7 separate regions of the Mus musculus genome follow, and regions 1, 3, 4, 5, 6 and 7 are each linked to region 2. The links are chromatin contacts, called in public HiCAR-type, HiChIP or PLAC-seq and promoter capture Hi-C maps. All regions are on one chromosome and are shown on one strand. Each heading gives the region's core, a stretch centred on a gene start, on an enhancer-like site or on the middle of the called end of the contact. The rest is flanking DNA. Distances are from core to core; before and after follow the strand shown.

Region 1 (2,700 bases), core at 22-2,521, 2.5 Mb after region 2:
CAGAAGCTGCACCTGTCCTCTTAGGAAGACTCTGCTCGATGGATGTGGAGTCAGACTCCACATCAGACCAAGCCATGGGCACCTGCTTCCGATTCAGGATCTTGGTTTCAATCTGGGCCAGTTTCCTAAGGGCCTCACTGGCTCTGGTCTTGGAGGAGATGGTGGGAGGCCTCAAGCCCAGACTCACCCCCCTCCCTGCCATGGCCTCCTCTTTGGGCATCAAATATTTCTCGTCCATCGTTTGGTTTCTCTTTAAGATTCTGCTCTGCCCAGGTGTCACTTGGCCAAGACTTCGGGCTTGTAAGTTTCTGATCTCTTCCATCCTCGAGCTATCTAAGAACATATCCCTTAAGTCAAAACCACTACGTGGAGGGCCAAAGGGTCTTCTTGTGGAAGCCATTCTAGGAAAATAAAGATTGTGTTTTCAGCCTTTAAAAGTACTTCACTGTATAAGTATACTTTTTGTTTTGTTTTTATTTTTTTCAAGATAAGGTTTCCCTGTATAGCTCTGGTTTTCCTGGGAGCTCCTTAGATCAGGCCTGCCTCCCAAGTGCTGTGATCAAAGGTGTATGCCACCACCACCCAGATAAAAGTATTTCTTTTAATAAGCTGTAGGGCGTGTGGGACAGGCATAAGAACTGGTAAGGTTGAGTGAGCTCAAAACCAAAGAATCGGGGCTGGTGAGATGGCTCAGTGGTTAAGAGCGCCGACTGCTCTTCTGAAGGTCCCGAGTTCAAATCCCAGCAACCACATGGTGGCTCACAACCATCCATAACGAAATCTGATGCCCTCTTCTGGAGTGTCTGAAAGACAGCTACAGTGTACTTACATATAATAAATAAATAAATCTAAAAAAAAAAAAAAAAAAAAAAAACCAAAGAATCTCAGAGAGATTTGAGGACAGGCGTCCAGATTCGTACCTATATCTGTACCTGCTCTGGAACCTGTAACCAGGATACACAACTGAGAGGACCCATATCACACAGCACCTGGAGTTCTTCTCCATGCTAATAACACTGCCTATACTCAGTTTCCTCGCTATTGTTTGCAAGCCCTAAGGGATCATGCCCCATCGCTCTCCAGATGAGGAACCTCTGGTGTGGGTATGCCGCCCGTTTTCCTGAAGCCCCTTGCCAACCCACTTGATCACTGTGAGGTCACCTGAGTAGCTGCGTTGGCTTCTTCCCGCTAGGCTTCAGCCTCAAAGTATAGGCCCCAGTGTGCGGTTGCCTCAGGAGACAGCGCCAGAGCAACTAGAGACTACATTTCCCGTCGGCCACCGCGCTCCACCCACCAATGAGCAACTCAGGTCACAATCCCGGGCGTCACGGGACCAGTAATTTCAGCGCACCCATTAGCGTCCCCAGGTCATAATCCCAAGGCATGCCGGGAGTTGTAGTTTCTGAGTTGCGCCCGTCAAGCGGTACGGACGCCTGAGAGCAGAGAGTTGAAGTCGCACGTGCAGCTATGGTCTCGGCTCGTGCATTGCTCTGGGCCATCTGTGTGCTGCGCGTGGCACTAGCCACTGTGTACTTCCAGGAGGAGTTTCTAGACGGAGGTGAAGGCGATTGCCGTGGTGGCTGGTGGCCTGTGTCCACCATCTATGATATGGACCCGTGCGCTTTGCACCACTAACCCTCCTGTCTCCCCACAGAGCGCTGGAGGAACCGCTGGGTGCAGTCCACCAATGACTCCCAGTTTGGGCACTTCAGAGTCTCATCGGGGAAGTTCTATGGGCATAAAGAGAAAGACAAAGGTTAGTGTAGAATCGGGAGCAAATAGAGTAGAGTTAGAAACCTCATGGCACCCTGACAACGCACCCACCGTTCAAGCCAGGACACTGAGGCACATGCAGGCTCTGCAATACCCTGTTTGGGTTTACATTCCTTTACGATTGACCAGAGTAGCCGGGCGGTGGTGGCGTACGCCTTTAATCCCAGCACTCAGGAGGCAGAAGCAGGTGGATTTCTGAGTTCGAAGCCAGCCTGGTCTACAGAGTGAGTTACAGGACAGCCAGGGCTACACAGAAACCCTGTCTTGGAAAAAGAAAAAAAAAAAAAAATTGACCGAAGTGTGTTTTGGTTTAGTCTTTGAGCAGTCTCATGTAGCCCTAGATGGCTCTAACTCTCAGCCTCCCAAGTGCTGGTTACTTTTTCCACATCTATGTATGTTGGAGGCAGTATGCACCTTGAGTGTGGATTGGAATGACAGTGGAGGTGCTCAGAAAGTGCTGGAATGACAACTGGAGTCAACAGGAATGACTGTGTTGGCATTTTTCAGTAGTTGCCCAAGATCATCTCACTTCATGAAAATTGGAACCATGCTGTAGCACAACCTAGAATCCTAGCACTCCAGGGTCTTCATGAGGCAGGAAAATCACAAGTTCAAGACCAGCCTAGCTATAGAGTGAGCTCTGGCCCACCCTAAGATACAGCCAGGTCTTGGCACAAAACAAAAAGAGGGGAAATCAAAATGAAAAGTGGGGCCAGCTAGATTGGCCTGTGGCCAAGCTTGGTAACCTGAGTTTGATCCCCAGAACCTACAGGGTGGAAGGAGAGAACCTATGCCCACAAGTTGTTCTCTAACCTTGGCACATGCCCCAACCCCACAAAATGAACGAATAAATAAATAATTAAATTGTATTTTCTTTAGGTTTTTAGTTTTGTTTGTTTTGAGCCAGGGTCTCTATGTATCTCTGAA
Region 2 (2,700 bases), core at 105-2,604:
CAAGGAAGGTCTGTCTCCTCCAGACGGGAGTTTCCTCCAAGGCTGTTTTTAGGAACTTAGATTGCCAGTCCATGCAGTCAAAGGAAGAAACACATCCAGCTGTTGGCAGATTCTGATATTTTGTTGCTACTTCTAGGATAGCACAGGTGAATTCTTACTTCAGTGGGTTTCCTTCCTTCTTGGATCTGTTGGAGTTCTTGCCACACCCTTTTCCAAGGACCCACCTATGCAGCACTCCAGCCCCTGCCAGCTTCGCAACTTGCAGAGATCTCCATAGCCAGAAAGGCGCACTGAATCTTCTCACTGCAATGCTAACTGGAACCACGACCACTGCACAGATTGGCTGATAACATACTCGGTTCCACGAGTTCAGCGATCCAAATTTTGACAAGCCATAATCAACAGGCTTTACTTTGGATGCAGTTTTTAAAAATGTATTTTGCTACGAGGGTATAGAATCAGCCAGTACTGGAAACAAGGGTGGGGTGGGTGGGTGGTAGACATATCTTGTCTGCTATATGATATAAACTAAAGTGAACCTACAAGTAGTGGTTGTGGAGGGGGAAATGGGCCTGTATGGAGATGACTCCAATTAAGAAGGCATGTTCAAACTGAGTCGCACGCAAAGAACACACACAATACGAGATCGTTTATCCATACAGTCCCCAAGACCACCGTTCCCGGGGTCCCCGCTGTGATAACCTCGGCAGGTCTGCTGCAACCGCTAGTTCAACAAAGCTCTGCGCAGCGCAGGAAGCTCCGGGCATCCTCTCCCGCTCGCCGCTCACCGCGCGCCCAGCCCTCCCGCCCGCCGGCCCGGGACCTCTCTTCCTGACAGCCCCAGGTAGCCCGCGCCCCGGCTCCCATGCCGCGCTCCGCCCGACCCGTGTTCCCACGTCCCGTCGGCCTCCGGCGCCCCGGAGCGCCCAGACAGCGGCGCAGGGGGAGGGGCGGCGCGGGCCGCGGGTCCCTGGGGCGGCCGCACGCCCCCTCCCGGCCCCGCAGCTTTCCCGCCTTCCCCGTTTGAACAGCTCCCGCCGCCTTCCTCCTGCGGCCCGCTCGAGCCCCTTCCCCGGGGCGGCTGCAGCCGCTACTCCAGTTCCCGGCTTGGCCCCCGAGCTAGGCCGCGGCGGGCCTGAAGCGCCTCCCGGACGGTGTCGGGGGGCCGGAGCGGTGGGCGGAGGCCGGGCGGGGCCGTTGCCGCCCCGGGGTGGGGGTCCGGACGGGTCTGGTGGGGGCTCCGCTCGCCGCTACCTTCACTCGGCTCGCTCGGATCCCGCCTCAGCGCCGCCGACGGCCGCCATCTTGGAGAAGGAGAGAAAAGCGCGAGCAACAAGGGCGCCTCAGTCGAGCCCAGAGCGCAGACTCCTACTGCAGCGGGGCTACCGCGCCGGCGAAAGAGCGTCGAGCGCATCGAATAAACCTGCTTGTTGAGCGCGGTCGCGGTACCGTTTGAGAATACACTCCTCCGTTGCAGGTTTAGTCTAGAAATCTCTTCTCGGTCTAAACAAATAATTTCAAAAGTCTCCTGTTTATTCTTCAATAAAAATATCTTTCTGTAAAGAAATTGCGAATAAAAAATATCAGGCAATTAGATTAATGTAGCCAAACACCTGCCCCAACCCAAAGTCTTTACAGCTCCGTAAACTTCTATGCAATTAGAACAGTCGTTCTGAAGCAATGGAGCTTGGCTTTGGATTTTATACGTTCACTGTCAGTTACAATTTTATGTACTTATCTACCACGTGCTTATACAAACCTCGAAAATTTCATGACAGACTTAAAATTAGACAATTAGCTTTGTATTCTCTTTTAGGAACTCATGGGTCCTTCTCCGCAATCTCGGTCCTTTCTGGTCACCTAATAGTAGCCCTTCTTGTTCTCCTTTTACCCCTAAATCTTTTGTATTTAAGACAGAATGTTATGCTGTTTATTTCAAGACAATCTGTTCTTTGCCGGACTCAGAGCGATAAGGGTTAATAGCCGTATTTATTTGTAATTTAGCATTTACATCTGGAGAGTAGCCCAGGTGAAGTGGAAGACCATACACTTGTAAGACAAGCTGTTTTCTCACCAAATTATTACACCGCTCACACCAATTTTTGTTTAAGTGTTAAGAGGACTGGTGAATTGGTTCAGTGGGTTAAAATATTTTACACCAAATCTCTGGGTATGTGTTTGACACCGGAAATTTACATGGTGGAAAGAGAGAACTGATTCATGCAAGTTTGACTGCCACAGGAATGTCCCCTAAAAACACACAAAATGGAAATAAATAAGTTACTCTTTCTCTAAGAAACAGGAGAAAACAGTTTCTTCTGATTTATTGAGGAGAACTCAATAAATCAATAGCATTTACAATTTCCAGAGCCTGGTTTAATATAAAGACTCTGTTTTTGTAGCATAGTGTAAGTATATAATAGCCTTCTGTGTGAACAGTGCTCACTCCATCAGGGCAACCAGAAGCTGGTGCCCTCCTCACTGAAAAGACCCAGCCTTCATCTGCTCTAGGGAGGAATTTCTCTTCTGTTTTGCTTTGTCAAAGTCACAGGAGGTAGGCAGTTTTGGCGGGAGGGATGGGTGGAGGAAGCAGCCCTGGCTGTCCTGGAACTCATTATGTAGACAAGGCTTGCCTGAAATTCACAGAAATCCTCCTGCTTCTGCCTCCTGAACACTGAGATTAAAATCATGCACTACTAT
Region 3 (2,700 bases), core at 115-2,614, 2.5 Mb after region 2:
GAGCATGAGGGAGACAGTCCGGGCAGATACAGACTTCTATTTACTGTGAGCCACACAGAGTCCCTACAAGGTCACAATAGTCTTTGGGGATTGCAGGCCTGTGCTGCTGTTGTCTGGTTTTTACACTGAATTCTTGGACCTGAACTCAGGTGGTCCTGCTCCCATGACAAGCACATCACCATTGAGCTATCTCTGCAGCTCCAAGAGTAGGACATTATAAAGGGGCTTCACAGCAGGCAAGACAGGAGTTACAGGAAGGGCATAGGGATCAGGATACCTGCTAGGCTCAACTTCCTCCTTCCTCCTCATATAATCGTGGTGTGGTGCTTCCAGCAGTAAGAATATCCAATTAGGAAAAGTCGGAGACCCTGGCATAACAGGCTCAAAGGATCACTAAGGGCTTAGTGGCCAGCACAAACTCAGAAAGTAAATCATGCCAGTGCTGTAGATCCTGTGCCTGCTTCCAGCTTCTTTAGGCCCTGAAGTCACGTACACAAACCCACCTGACACATAATTAAACCTTTGTTTTCGAGACAGGGTTTCTCTGTATAGTCCTGGCTATCCTGAAACTCTTTGTAGACCAAATTGGTTTTGAACTTGAGATCTGTCTGCCACTGCCTCCCAAGTGTTGAGACTAAAGGCGTGCGCTACCATGCCCGGCAAAATATAAATCTTTTTTTCTTTCTAAAGGTCGATGGTATATCTCAGTGATTGCCTAACATGCAGCCAGTCCTGTCTTCCATCCCCAGTATCCTGTAACCCTGGTGTGGTGGTGGCACACGCCTGTCATCTCAGTACTTAAGAGCTAAGAGGAGGATCGGGAGTGCAAGATTATCTAAGGCTGTGTGGGGAGTTAGAGATCAGCTTGGGCTCTATGAGACCTAATATTCAAAAACCAGGAGTAAGTAATAATATAAATAAACAGAAGGGATGGGGTGTTGACGCAGCTTCCGCTTCTCCTTCCATAGAACGTCTATAGTCGCTTCAGAAGAGATGTCTTTGCTCCACGTCGGTCTGATGTGATGTTGTGGAGCCCCAATGCTCAAAATTCTTACCCAGAAGGAGCATATCGGAACAGGAGCCGAGTGAGGTGTGATTCGCCAAAACCATCACCTGCCGATCCCGCCTTCTGGATGGCGTAAAAGGATGTGAAAGACGCAGAGGCCTGGGAGTGCACGCGTTCGCAAGAACGCAGCAGAAACCCAGAGTACCGCCGGCGCAGCTTCTCACGCTCCAGCGCGTCGGGGAACAGCGGCCGGGCCGCCGCATGCGCAAAGAGGCTCACGCGCATGCGTCTCACTAGGCCATCCTTCTCTGGAGTCCTCACGCAGTCCCTTCCCGCCCTCCTCCGGTCTTCACTTCCGGTGTTTCCCAGCGACAGCCGTAAATGGCGCGCGAAGCGGCCCGCGAGGCCGTCGTAAACGTCGCCCTTCGCGCCACTTCCGGCCGGCTTCTGTGGCCGGTGCTGGTAAGCGATCGTGAGGCGGCGGAGGACGTTGCCAGTGGCTGCAGCCATGGAGATGCCGATGCCGCCAGATGGTGAGGCCGGTCCCTGAGCTGAGGTCGTTGGGTTCTTCTCGTGTGCCCCCGCCGGCCAGCCGTGCCTCCTCGCGTTGCCGGGCCAGTGACGGAGCGCGCTGCGGCCTCGCCGCTCCTCCCTCGGCCTCTCCGTGGTTCCCCGCATTCCTGGCGCGCGCTTGGCCCTAGTCAGGACCCGTACACCACCGCCTTGCAGTGGCCCGCCCCAGAGGACCCCGGCCTGGTCCCCGGGTCAGGCTGCCCCCACTGACGCCTTTTCCTCTGTTTTGCAGATCAGGAGCTTCGAAATGTCATCGATAAGCTCGCTCAGTTTGTGGCTCGCAACGGACCCGAGTTCGAGAAAATGACGATGGAGAAGCAGAAGGACAACCCTAAGTTCTCGTTTCTGTTTGGAGGCGAGTTCTACAGTTACTACAAGTGCAAGCTGGCACTGGAGCAGCAACAGCGTGAGTTCCCCTCAGGCCCTCAGCCGCCTCGGGGTTCAATGCGGGCCCCGCCGCAGCCAATTTCTTTAGAGTTGCAAGTTTCCTCTGCAGAGCAGAGCAGCCGTTCTTCTGTCCTACCCGGAGCCCTGTACCAAGATAGACTGCTGGATCTGTGTGTCATAAGGAGAGACTATCATATATTCTCTATCCAGGCTTTTGGGTCGGGAGTGGTCCCTGGGTGGTCTTTGCAGAGGCAATTGCGGATCTGCAGGAAGGTGGGAACTGTGCAAACTGTGCAGCCTTTCTGCAGGCTGAGACCATAGCTTTCTGCATTTCAGGTGCATAGATCAAAAAGCTTTCCCTTTAGTTTTTGCAACGTTTTTCTTTTCCTTTTTTTTTTTTTTTTTTTTTTGCTTTCGAGATAGGGTTTCTCTGTGTAGTCCTGACTGTTCTAGAGCTAGTTTTGTAAACTAGATTTAAACATCAAGAAAAATATGATTAAAAATAATAGAAATAATAAAAAGTTTAGAGCCAGGGATGATGGGACCACCGCTTTAATCTCAACACTTAGAAGGCAAAGGCAGGTCGATCTCTGTGAGTTTGTGGCCAACTGATTGTACAAGTTCCAGTACAGGCAAGACTACATAGACTGCCTAAAAAAAAAAAAAAAAAAAAACAAAAGAAAAAGGAAAATGAGTGAAGAAGCACAGCTGGTCTTTAAGGGCCTCACACCATA
Region 4 (2,700 bases), core at 29-2,528, 2.6 Mb before region 2:
GTCTGCATAGAGGAACACACACTATTCTACTGCTGTCTACACAGAGGAACACACACTATTCTACTGCTGTCTACACAGAGGAACACACACTATTCTACTGCTGTCTGCATAGAGGAACACACACTATTCTACTACTGTCTACACAGAGGAACACACACTATTCTACTACTTTCTACACAGAGGAACAAACGACCCAACATACTAGCATATTTCCAAGTAAACCAACAGGTCCTGAAATTTCTTTGGACTACAAAAGCCTAATGCTACTGACATCTAGTGGGCAGAGGACAAACCGTGCTGTGAAACAGGAAGGAAGACACAGGACTGTCTGGTGCAAAATGTCACCAGTGTCAGGTTGAGAAACTCTGGACTAAACAAAGCAAGACTGTCCACAGCTTAAAACTGTATATGCAATTAAGTTACTTTTTGAAATTGAGATTCTAACATTAAAAAAAAAAAATACAGTAGTTCAACCGGTTAACTGATGCAAGTAAGACGAATCAACAAATATTAAAAGTTCCTTATGACTGAACACTTTATCCAACCTCAGGATACACAGCATTCTTTCTACACAAGATAATGCAACGCCTACAAGGCAGGGCTAATTTAAATTAGATACTGGAGGGGAAAAAGAACTACCCAGTCCTATCCCATTTAAAAGGCCTTTGGAATCTTAAGTGAGGCAGAAATTTTGAAACAGATGTGTGACAACTTTTGACTTTTGTTACTAAAACCTGGCTGTATTGAGATGGGCTGTAGGCTATAGTAATTCGATGCTTGGAGAGTCCGTCTCTGTCTCTGTATGTCTCGGTGTCTCTGTCTCTCCCTGTCTCTCGTCTCTGTTACACACACACACACACACACACACACACACCATACCCTGTTGTTCCTGCTCAGATCACAGGATTTGCTAGCCACTGAAAAAAATAAGGCCTCACCTTCACGTCGTCTTTTAGCTCTGGCGCCAGGCTGAGCACCAGAAGGTAATGGGCATAAGCAGTGCCGAAGTCCTGGTCACCTAGACAGTGCTCAGCACTCTGCAAGGACCGTGCCACCAGCCGGTCCCGGCCGGCCGCACCTGCGCCACCCCCGGCGCCCCGGCGGGGCCTGGGCCTCGAGTTCGGCATGGATAAGTCTCGCTCGGAAGCCCACGAAGGAGGATGGCCTCGTCCGGGAAAAGAGTCTCCACGGCGCGCTTCCCTGGGCCGGTCGCAGCAACTGGACGCACAGAGGCACTGGGTGCACACAGCAGGAAGCCCCGCCTTCCCAGCGGCGGACAGGGCTGCGCGCGCATCCTGCGGCGAAGCGCTGTGATGACGTCACACCAGGGAGCGCCCCGCGGCCCACTATGGTCTTGGAGTACTAGGCTGTAAAGTCATTTTCTGGAATGGGGTTTTTTGGCAGACTGCAACCAAAGGTTTCCACCCTCTCTCTGCCTCCTGGAGAGTGCGGCTGCGAATTCCAAACCCTGCTCTAGTCCTGCTTGTGCGAAGCTCCAGGCCTTCTGAATCTCATCGCACCAGACTCACTACTGCAAAACGAAATAAAAGCTCCTTAAATTAATCACTGTGTACTCTCCTAGTATTAAGTATTCTCACAAAACTCAGTGAGGTGGAACTTGGGATCACACTCTAAAAAAAAAAGGAAAAGGCCATCACGGAGAACTGCTTCAAGGTTGAACAGTGGGATGGGTACGGCCGAGTCTGAATTTCCTGATGACATGCACATTAACAAAGAAGACTGATGTCAAGTGTGGCCTCTAAGATATAAATCCAAACTTTTAAAGCAATGTATAGAAATTATAGCGAAAGCTATTTTTTGTTCCCATTTTGAAGAGATTAGCGGTGCATACAGTGGTTAACAATGTGAAATGGAGGATACACCATTTTGGATATTAAGCTAAAATTCTCCAGTTCTCCCAAGTCCATCCTTTATGTGTCTTTTTGCTTTCTCTAGTATCTTATTGTCTGATCCACTCTTGTAAGCAGATACCTATGTACCTAAGAAAGGTCTTCGAAGACAGGAACTAATCACAATTATTTGAATATGTACAGAACGACAATTTTAATATATCTTGCACTTGATGAAAAGTGTTTCTCCTGCTCTTTAATTTTGCCTATGTATTTTCCTAGCTATTCATATCGTCCTTGTTTGATGCTTTGTGTATTAAGCAATGTAGGATTTAACTATACAGTATTTAGTGAGATGGAAATACAGAGGCAGGCCTCTATACCTAATGGAACTGAGTAGAACATAAAGACTAATTGGCTTGTGGGAAGGGTTTTCTCGTTCCAGTCTAGCATCCCTCCCTTGAGACATTCAGACAGACCTAATAAAGCTCTCTTCCTGGCTTAATTCATAAGGGTGCTCTAACTATACAATGTAATAATCTAGAAAAGCATTTTACTTATATATACATAGTTAATGTAATTAATTGGCATTATCTAGAAACATTTAGAAATTATCTAAACCTTAAAAAATGTTATTACTCCCGTAAACATTTAACCAAAGATGTATAATGTTATTTGCATCCTGTATAATTTAGAGGTGATAGACTGAGGCTGGGTAGAGAGACACAGCCCAGTCCTTGACAGAGACTTTGGTTTGCAATGTTACAGAATCTAGACTCACCCAGAGTCCAACCTTTGGTCATAGCTGTGGGTGATTATCTTGATTGCTTTAATTGGGGTAGAAAAACTT
Region 5 (2,700 bases), core at 35-2,534, 2.5 Mb after region 2:
CTGAGGCAAATCTGCTCTAGACTTGGCCACAGATAAACATCTTTTTTTTTTTTTAAAGATTTATTTTATGTATATGAGGATACTGAAACTGACTTCAAACACACCAGAAGAGGGCATCAGATCTCATTACCGGTGGTTGTGAGCCACTATGTGGTTGCCGGGAATTGAACTCAGGACCTCTGGAAGAGCAGCGGTGGGTTGACTTCCCAACGATTCATTGTACATCCAGGATTGTAAATGAAAATTTCAAAGGAGAAAATAAAATTAAGGTCTATGTAGAGAGATGCAATTTGATGCAGGTAATAGGATTGCTCAGCTGTTTTTATATCCCTACATCAAAGGCAAAGCCACTCCAGTAGAAATAGCAGGTGAGGTCACCTGAAAACCTTGTCACTGACCTGAAAAACGCCTATTCCATTGAAAATGTCTCTGTTTATAATTTCCACCCAGCATAATAAATGGCTTAAAACAGAAAGGAGAAACATGGTGACAATTTGGGAATTTTGGATTCTTTAAAAAAAACAGTGTTTCAGGATATTTGACTGCATTTTGAACTCTGAGATTTTGTTATTTACTGAAAAAAACTTGTTTCTAGTTGTGGTGTGGCTCAGCCCTTAGCACATCCCTTTAATTGCTCTGGCTGGAATAAGGACACACCCTTAGTACACAGCTTTAATCCCAAACAATGAAGAAAAATAAGTTTGTAGAAGGAAACATCCATATTTGAAAGTGTTGTCTAATTGAGTGGCAGACAAAGTTACGAATCAGAAAAATTTGACAATAGGATATGATATGTCTAACTCTCCCAAGGAGAGAAAAGGGAAGCTAATTATAGAGGGAAAGAAAAAAGAAGAAAAAGAAAAAGAAAAAAGAAAGAGGAGGCAGTTTTGCAGAAACAGGTGGAAGAGAGCACAAAGCTAGACACAGATAAAGACAGATCTTGCCAGAGAATGAGAAGGAGCCAGAAGATTAGAACAGATTGCTAGAGTTAGTTTGAAACCAAGTAGAGCAATTTAGGAGAAGTTGAGAAAAAGAAGCCAGATTGAATCAGTTAGTATGGAGAGGAAGTTGAGCCAGAACAGCTGAGTTGAATCAGCTCAGAACTAGAAAGGGTGAGCTTATTCAGCAGTAAGTCTCACAGGTTGAAAACTTTCTAGGCCTAGAATAGATTGTATGTAGGCTAGAAGCTTCCAGGACTAGACATAGAGAAGCAGATAGAGGCAGTAAGTAAGACTAAAACAACAATTACCTCAGGTGAATAAAAGTTACATTTACAACACAAAAATAAGAATAAGCCGGGCGTGGTGGCGCACGCCTTTAATCCCAGCACTCTGGAGGCAGAGGCAGGCGGATTTCTGAGTTTGAGGTCAGCCTGGTCTACAAAGTGAGTTCCAGCACAGCCAGGGCTACACAGAGAAACCCTGTCACGAACAACCAAAAAATAAATAAGTGCTTTCATTTTAATCCCAGGTGTAGGGATGTGGGACTGCTTCGGACTGTCTGTAGTAGCTGACCTTGATTTGCCTTGTGCTCTAGCAGGAGCGTGGTTTTGCCAGCTGTAGATAATTCCTGTGGTTGTGTGATGTTTGGAATTCTGGGAAGTTTTCAGAGACTTTATAAATGCTAGGGTCCTGAGAGAGGGGGTGGTGGTGGTCAGTCATTTAGGGATATCAGTTGTGGTTTGTTTGTAGCCATATTCAAAGAAGAAACAAAAGAAATAAAAGGAAAGAAATTAGATTCAGGAATTTTCCTAATTTCTCTCTCTCTCCTATATAGTGTTATGGGGGTGAAACAGGAGGTGGGGGATAAAGGGTGGCAAAAAAGAACTCACAAAGTAGCCAAGACCAGCTAAACTGCTATTCATGCTATATCCCATCTGTGTGTGTGTGTGTGTGTGTGTGTGTGTGTGTGTGTAGCTGGTGGTGTGCCCCTAGTCACCATGGGTGAAGTGTGGGTCCAGCAAAGAGGCCCTTTCTCCTGCAAGCAGGTTCCTGGCTCTTCTCTGCAAGCTGGCTCTTTAGCTCTCCATTGTCTTGTGTCTTACATATTTTCTTTTGTAGCTAATTGTTCCACCAGTCACTTATCCCTGTCAATTCTAGTCAGTCTGAGATCTTTGGCTTCACTGCCGCCTTAGCCACTACTCTTGTGTCCAAAGCTGTGTAGCTAAAGCCGTACTTGGGGGTGGGGGTGGAGATGCTCCTTGATAGAGCACTTGCCTAGCTTACGCAGGGTCCTGACTCCAGTACTGCCAAAATTAAGAAATATGGAGCTAGCTGCTCTTAAAGAGGACCTAGGTTCCTAGCACCTAAATGGTGGCTAACAACCATCTACCAGTACAGTTCCAGGATGCCCTCTTACCAGGCATGCATCTGGTCTTCATACATACATGCAGACAAAACACACACACGAAATTAAAAATAAATTTTACAGAGTAAGAATATATGTTTAGGAGGGCTTTCCTTACTTTCCTGTGCTTTCCTAGTTTGTCTGTCCAGTTGCCACAGTTGCCTTTGTGGACCTGTTATTTCCTTACAGCACAGGCATTTGTTTCAGGTTGACTTTGTGATAGGTTTTTCAAGACAGGGTTTCTCTGTAGAGCCCTGGCTGTCCTGGAACTCACTTTGTAGACCAGGCTGGCCTCAAACTCAGAAACATGCCTGCCTCTGCCTCCGCCTCCCAAGTGCTGGGATTAAAGGCGTG
Region 6 (2,700 bases), core at 19-2,518, 2.5 Mb after region 2:
GTTGTGAAATGAAAAAGCTTCCAGAGTTGCCAGGGCCAAATCCAATATGAAATAAAAGCAACCAAAACACATCAGTGGGGCCATCTGACACTGCTCTGTCCAAAGATCCTAATTCCTCTTGTATTTAGTTTGTGACAAAGGCCTTAGGGTACAAAGCCCAGCGTCCTATCACCATATTCTTAAACTCCTGCTTTGGGAGGGACCAGGCCATTTTCTACTCAGATCCACAAGGACTGCCACATGTGTGATGAGTATCCAGCAAACCCCAGGGTACAACACAGTCTACCTTGAAGAACGGGTGAGTAGCTACGCATGGTGCTCAGGAGGCGGAGGCAGGCAAATCTCTGAGTTCGAAGCTAGCCTAATCTACAAATCGAGTCCATGACAGCCAGGAATCTGTTACACAGAGAAAAGCAAACCAAAACATAGGTGAGGTAGAAAGACACCCTGGCATTCAAGGAGACGCTGTAAAGGAGAATATTGAGGTTGGCGAGATGGCTCAGCAAATAAACGCTTGCTGCCAGAGTTAGTTTCTTTTCCTGGATGCACATGGTAGAAAAGAGACAAAAGACTCAACTCGTCTGACCTCAATATGTGTATACACACGCTCGTGCCCGCCTCCATAAATGAACACATTTTAAGGAGCGCGAACAACTATTCTCCCTCACTTAAAAGCACACGATCTTGGGAATCGAGTTTTGTAAGTCTAGTCCTGCCTTCGTGGTTTTGCCCAGCATCGTACCGGTCAGCTGAGCTCTTAAGACACTGTCGCAGGAGACACTTAACCCTGGATTTCTCTCGGTTGGTCTGTGAGGGGAAATTGACACCTACCGCACAGCTTCCGAGGACCCGGCGTAGTCCAGAGGATTTACCGCAATCGGTTTCTTTTCTTCTAAAAGATCTAAGCCCTGTCTACGCCCCAGGCACGCGGCTTCCACAGCCTCAAGTGGGCGGGCCCGCGTCGCCCGGCACCTCCCACGGAGTCCTGCCAGTCACCGGAGAGAACGTAACGCGCTTAACCCACCCGCGGGCCCTACGGCCCGCCTTCCGGGCTTAGCCCCGCCCCCTCCCGGAAAGCGTTTAAGTGAGGGTAGGGCCCTCGCCGACGACGTGTACGGGCGCGTCGGCGGACGCGCGACGATGACGTATGGGGCGGTGGCCAATGGCGAGCGGCGATGACGCAAGGGCCAGGGGCCAATGGTGAGCGGCGTCTGCCGGCGCGCCCTCCAGGGCTGTCCCGCCCCCTGCCCGCGTCCGGCGGTCGTCCGGCGGGAAGGGGCGGCCGCTCGGGCAGGATGGCGGCGGCGGCAACCGCGGGTCCCGGCGCGGGCGCAGGGGTCCCGGGCGCGGGTGGCGGCGGCGGGGCGCGCGAGGGTGCGCGGGTGGCGGTGCTGTGTCTACTATGGTACGCGCTGAGCGCGGGCGGTAACGTGGTCAACAAGGTGATTTTGAGCGCCTTCCCGTTCCCGGTCACCGTGTCGCTGTGCCACATCCTAGCGCTGTGCGCGGGGCTGCCGCCGCTGCTGCGCGCCTGGCGCGTGCCGCCCGCGCCACCCGTGTCGGGCCCCGGACCCGGCCCGCATCCGGCGTCCGGCCCGCTGCTGCCGCCGCGCTTCTATCCGCGTTACGTACTGCCGCTTGCCTTTGGCAAGTACTTCGCGTCGGTGTCGGCGCACGTCAGCATCTGGAAGGTGCCGGTCTCCTACGCGCACACCGGTAAGTGCTGAGGCGGGCTTTGCGCGCTGTCTGGGGCTTCGAAGTGTGGGTACGAGTGCGCGGGCCGTCTGACTGAGACGCCGCCAAGGTGCGTCGGATTCTCACGTTGGAAAAGGTCTGAGGAGTTTACCGAGCGCCTAGCAGAATTGACTCCAGCTATTGGGATCGAGAGGAAGCCTTACAGAAGGAAGGTTCAGGGTCGGGTGTGCAGGTTGCCAGGACTGCCCACTGAGTGCCTTTTCCTCTCTTGCAGTCAAGGCCACCATGCCCATCTGGGTGGTCCTCCTGTCCCGGATCATCATGAAGGAGAAACAGAGCACCAAGGTAACTCTGGCAGAAGCCCTGGGCTAGGCGGGATTCCCAGTAGCTGACCAGGTTGATGACGTGGTTGGACCGTGGCATCCTCCTGCTTCCTGTCAAATAAGGAAGTCAAGGTGTCAGCCTTGTCCTGTGGCTAGCACCTAGCATCCCGCACTCACCTTTCAGACAGCAGATGTGTGTGTGAATGGGGCGATATCACCACATAATCTCTTGCTTGTTGTCCCTGAGCGCCACATCCCTCTGGCGTCCACTGTTCTTTTCTGTTATGATTCCGACTCTGGGATTGGTGGTAGGTGATGTCTTTGGTTCCATTTTAGCAAGTCACCAACAAATTAAGTTGGGACAAGTTTTCCTTCTCTTATTTTATTTTCTAATGTTTATTTATGTGTGTGTGTTGTGCATTGCCACGTGTATGGAAGTCAGAGGACAGTTTTCACCTTGTGGATACCTGGGATCAGATTCAAGTTGTCAGGCCTGGTCCTGACGAACTTACAAACTATCATGTCCTAGTTTTTCTGTCACTAGACAGAATGGTTGGTAGGGGTTGTCTGGATCTGATGTGAGTAGGCCAAAGGAGTTTGACCGTGGCAGAATCTAGCCAGTTTGTAGAAACTAAAACTTTACAAAGCCTGGCATGGTGCCATGGGTCTGTCTTCCCAGCAC
Region 7 (2,700 bases), core at 45-2,544, 2.5 Mb before region 2:
CAGTCTCCAGTTTTTCCCTCCCCCTTGCCTCTTTCTTTCCTCGGTAGACTCCTTGCTGATTTTAGTAGGAAATGAACCTTTCAAACTGCCTAGGAGTTATTGGTAAAAGTCTTTTGAAGTCTGAGGATGGACATTAAAGTGGCCTCATCTGTGGCACTCAAATGGTGCTGTTATTTAACAGAGTTTATAGAGTAGGCATATTTAGATGCTTCCCAGAGGGTTAAGACTCCTCCTACAGCTCACGGGCCAAACAAACTCTTAATTACTGCACTCAGTCGGAACGTTTTTAAAGAATCACTTTGAAGTTTCCTGGTACTATTACCATCATTAAACCTTTACATGTAAACATGTGTTGTGAGTTTGTGAAAAATGTATGCCATGTGTGCACCTGGCACATGTTAATTGCTTAAAAATTGCTAGTTGATAAAGTGTCTCCAGTGTAAGATTTGCTGTATACATTTGAGGAAGGTATTGAGTTCTGCTTTAGAACGCATGGAATAGGAAAGGAGTTTTGTGGGCGCACTGACACGAATTCACACTTGTCCACGCAGCCTCCCATGGTGAAAAACCACAAAAAGTCTGGCATTTACTTTCGGCGGGCTATTTTTAGCAGATCGCCTCTCCTACCCGTGTAAATTTAATCTCCAGAATAGAACACAAGCAGGGTCAACGCGGTTTAGCCACACGCTCCCTTGTCCTAAGCCATTCAGTATGGACACGAAGAAAAATGTTCTAGAATCTGTAGAGTCCACGCTGAGTTGGAGACGTTAAGCATTCCCGCGAAGGCAGCTGATTAGACAAGGAGAGAGAGCACCCGGCGTGCGAGCCCTTGCACAGCGAAGCACCCTTCCTTCGGTACACAGATAAAATGAGTCAATCATTTCCACCCGCCCCGACTTTTAAGTCGTCTGATCTCGGGGACCGAGGCCTGCTATTACAAACCCACCATCCCGTTCGGTCAGGCGTCCACTTCGGGGACCAGCCTGAGTCACCTGGACCTTGTGAGCCGAGATCGGGGAGGTGCAGGCGTCCGGGGGTGGAGGGCACAGACTACGTTCTCCATCGCCGCTGCCTCGGAAGGAAGAGGAGGGGCGACTGCGCGTGGGGAAGAGAAGGAAGAGGCGTTCGGGGAAGGGCAGGGAGGAGGAGAGCCGAAGGCGCCCGGGCGGGAGAGCAGGGGCGTGCGGGCGGGGGCGGGGCGGGGCGGGCGCGCCCGAGGCGGGGCGGGGCCGGGCGGCGGCCTCTGCTGCTGCCGGGGGCTGCCGGGATTGGGGAGCTGCGCCGCGTACTCTCCAGGGTCGCTGGGCTGGGCTGGACATGACCGTGCTGCGCTCGCCGCGCGCTCAGCCCTGCTAGCCGCTCGCTGCCGCCGCCTGGGAGCCCAGCTCGGCCTGCGCCCGCGCGCACCGCCGCAGTCATGGGGCTGCAGCCCCTGGAGTTTAGCGACTGCTACCTCGACAGCCCGTGGTTCCGGGAGAGGATCCGCGCGCACGAAGCGGAGCTCGAGAGGACCAACAAGTTCATCAAAGAGCTCATCAAAGACGGCAAGAACCTCATCTCTGCCACCAAAAGTAAGCGGGGTCCTGTTCGCGTTCGGGCTGCGGCGTGGCGAGGAAGGCGGGAGGATCGTCTTCCCCGGCCAAGTGGGATGGCTCAGTGCTCCTAAGACCGGGCTGGAGGAATAGGCGATTCCTTAGGGGATAAGATAAGCTCCAGGGCATTCCTCTCCCAGGAGGTTCGGGCGCGTTCCTTTCCCCGATCCTGGCCCTCGGTGGCGCGGGAGCGAGGAGCTGTGCGTGGGAGCTGCCCCGGGGCTCCCGCCTGGCCCAGCTGAGCACGCTTTGGCGCCGGCCGGAGCGAATGGAGGCTCTGCTCCGGAGTCAGGTTTTACTGCGCCCTAACGCTGCTTCCAGTCTCCCGCAAAATAGAGACATCAATCAGTTTGATAGTTTTGTCTCCTAACATTTCCAAGTAATTTTTTTTGGAAATGCTTTGGGACTCTGCCTGTAGTTGATATCGTCAAAAGTCCTTTAAGTTACACCTCTTATGTATCCCCTTTCTGCCTTGCGCGACAGCACCGACCTACGTCCCTCGTGAGCTAAACCAGAAAGTCTACCTGGCTTTGTGCTGCCTTCTGCACATTCCTCTGTCTTGTGCTGAGGCGGGTTCAAAGATTAGGGGTTGAAAGGGTCAGTGGGCAGACTGCTCCAGGTTCTGGCCTGCGAGAAGTGCCTGTGAGTAGGAAATTCTACTCTTCATGCTCGAAGCTGGCCACCTCAGTTCCATCTGTATTCAAACAAGCAAGCTAACACACCCTCAAGCCACCTCTGAAGACAACAGAAAGAGAGGTGTATCGAAGCTGTAGTGAGTCTTAGGAGTAGAGGCTGGTTGAAATTTGTGCAGAAACGGTTGTAATGTTCTATAAATGGGCGTTCTCCAGGACCAGGTGCTGGCATCCAGGCCACCCTGGAACCCTGAATTCATTCCTTGAGTTATTGCGAACACCCCTTTCCCTCCTTAAAAGGCCTGATAGTGCAGGAGCCAAGCATAGGTGCTCTACCTATCCTCTTGGGTTGGTTAGGTTCCCTGGCTCAATACTCTCCATCTCTGGGCGTTTATTCCATTTGTTTGTAGACAGCACCCCTGGAAAAAACACCCCAGGTACATTTTCACCCCACCGTTTTGTGTCCAGGAAGATTA

What was found. Promoter capture Hi-C pulls out the DNA fragments that hold promoters and counts their contacts. HiCAR-type assays count read pairs that join an accessible place to other places. HiChIP or PLAC-seq counts read pairs in DNA pulled down with a chosen protein or histone mark.
Region 1: an H3K27ac HiChIP or PLAC-seq map of embryonic stem cells shows a contact between it and region 2, with 3 times the contacts expected there. The contact joins the promoter of 1700030K09Rik here to the promoter of Hmgxb4 in region 2. A contact is called at or near these places in 7 of 39 promoter capture datasets (the C10 cell line, cranial neural crest, embryonic stem cells and 4 more) and 4 of 115 datasets of contacts at active chromatin or transcription factors (astrocytes, embryonic forebrain, embryonic stem cells and 1 more).
Region 3: a contact with region 2 is called in an H3K27ac HiChIP or PLAC-seq map of embryonic stem cells, with 10 times the contacts expected there. The contact joins the promoter of Cherp here to the promoter of Hmgxb4 in region 2. A contact is called at or near these places in 9 of 39 promoter capture datasets (the 3T3-L1 cell line, cranial neural crest, embryonic stem cells and 6 more), 1 of 484 Hi-C or Micro-C datasets (B cells) and 7 of 115 datasets of contacts at active chromatin or transcription factors (embryonic midbrain, embryonic stem cells, extraembryonic endoderm stem cells and 4 more).
Region 4: a contact with region 2 is called in a promoter capture Hi-C map of liver, with 4 times the contacts expected there. The contact joins the promoter of Prmt9 here to the promoter of Hmgxb4 in region 2. A contact is called at or near these places in 2 of 39 promoter capture datasets (embryonic stem cells and liver).
Region 5: a contact with region 2 is called in an H3K27ac HiChIP or PLAC-seq map of embryonic stem cells, with 10 times the contacts expected there. The contact joins the enhancer-like site here to the promoter of Hmgxb4 in region 2. A contact is called at or near these places in 7 of 39 promoter capture datasets (the 3T3-L1 cell line, cranial neural crest, frontonasal cranial neural crest and 4 more) and 4 of 115 datasets of contacts at active chromatin or transcription factors (astrocytes, embryonic stem cells and large pre-B cells).
Region 6: a HiCAR-type map of astrocytes shows a contact between it and region 2, with 10 times the contacts expected there. The contact joins the promoter of Slc35e1 here to the promoter of Hmgxb4 in region 2. A contact is called at or near these places in 8 of 39 promoter capture datasets (cranial neural crest, embryonic stem cells, frontonasal cranial neural crest and 5 more), 7 of 115 datasets of contacts at active chromatin or transcription factors (astrocytes, craniofacial prominence, embryonic hindbrain and 4 more) and 1 of 9 other capture datasets (embryonic stem cells).
Region 7: a contact with region 2 is called in a promoter capture Hi-C map of stem cell-derived epiblast-like cells, with 2.9 times the contacts expected there. The contact joins the promoter of Arhgap10 here to the promoter of Hmgxb4 in region 2. A contact is called at or near these places in 3 of 39 promoter capture datasets (hematopoietic stem and progenitor cells, liver and stem cell-derived epiblast-like cells) and 1 of 115 datasets of contacts at active chromatin or transcription factors (astrocytes).

The regions. Positions count from the first base shown.
Region 1 is chr8:72,442,451-72,445,150 of GRCm38.p6, reverse strand. It overlaps 1700030K09Rik (RIKEN cDNA 1700030K09 gene), which reads right to left and starts at 1,271. Exons shown (of 8, transcript NM_028170.2): 1 at 1,162-1,271; 2 at 1-401. The coding sequence starts at 400. It overlaps Calr3 (calreticulin 3), which reads left to right and starts at 1,373. Exons shown (of 9, transcript NM_028500.3): 1 at 1,373-1,558; 2 at 1,655-1,756. The coding sequence starts at 1,468.
Region 2 is chr8:74,992,304-74,995,003 of GRCm38.p6, reverse strand. Hmgxb4 (HMG box domain containing 4) reads right to left here and starts at 1,354. Exons shown (of 11, transcript NM_178017.2): 1 at 1,255-1,354.
Region 3 is chr8:72,473,897-72,476,596 of GRCm38.p6, reverse strand. Cherp (calcium homeostasis endoplasmic reticulum protein) reads left to right here and starts at 1,364. Exons shown (of 18, transcript NM_138585.3): 1 at 1,364-1,539; 2 at 1,812-1,985. The coding sequence starts at 1,515.
Region 4 is chr8:77,547,975-77,550,674 of GRCm38.p6, reverse strand. It overlaps Prmt9 (protein arginine methyltransferase 9), which reads right to left and starts at 1,278. Exons shown (of 12, transcript NM_001081240.3): 1 at 939-1,278. The coding sequence starts at 1,127.
Region 5 is chr8:72,520,450-72,523,149 of GRCm38.p6, reverse strand. The region is part of intron 1 of Med26 (mediator complex subunit 26); the gene reads left to right. Among named protein-coding and RNA genes, the nearest start is that of Med26, 27 kb to the left of the region's middle. Within about 2 kb of position 1,284, at least 7 of the 459 cell types and tissues checked have an H3K27ac peak or open chromatin away from gene starts, as enhancers often do. A contact at or near this core is called in embryonic stem cells, where this site is marked.
Region 6 is chr8:72,491,182-72,493,881 of GRCm38.p6, reverse strand. Slc35e1 (solute carrier family 35, member E1) reads left to right here and starts at 1,268. Exons shown (of 6, transcript NM_177766.3): 1 at 1,268-1,716; 2 at 1,970-2,040. The coding sequence starts at 1,296.
Region 7 is chr8:77,516,501-77,519,200 of GRCm38.p6, reverse strand. Arhgap10 (Rho GTPase activating protein 10) reads left to right here and starts at 1,294. Exons shown (of 23, transcript NM_030113.2): 1 at 1,294-1,571. The coding sequence starts at 1,418. 0610038B21Rik (RIKEN cDNA 0610038B21 gene) reads right to left here and starts at 2,145. Exons shown (of 1, transcript NR_028125.1): 1 at 623-2,145.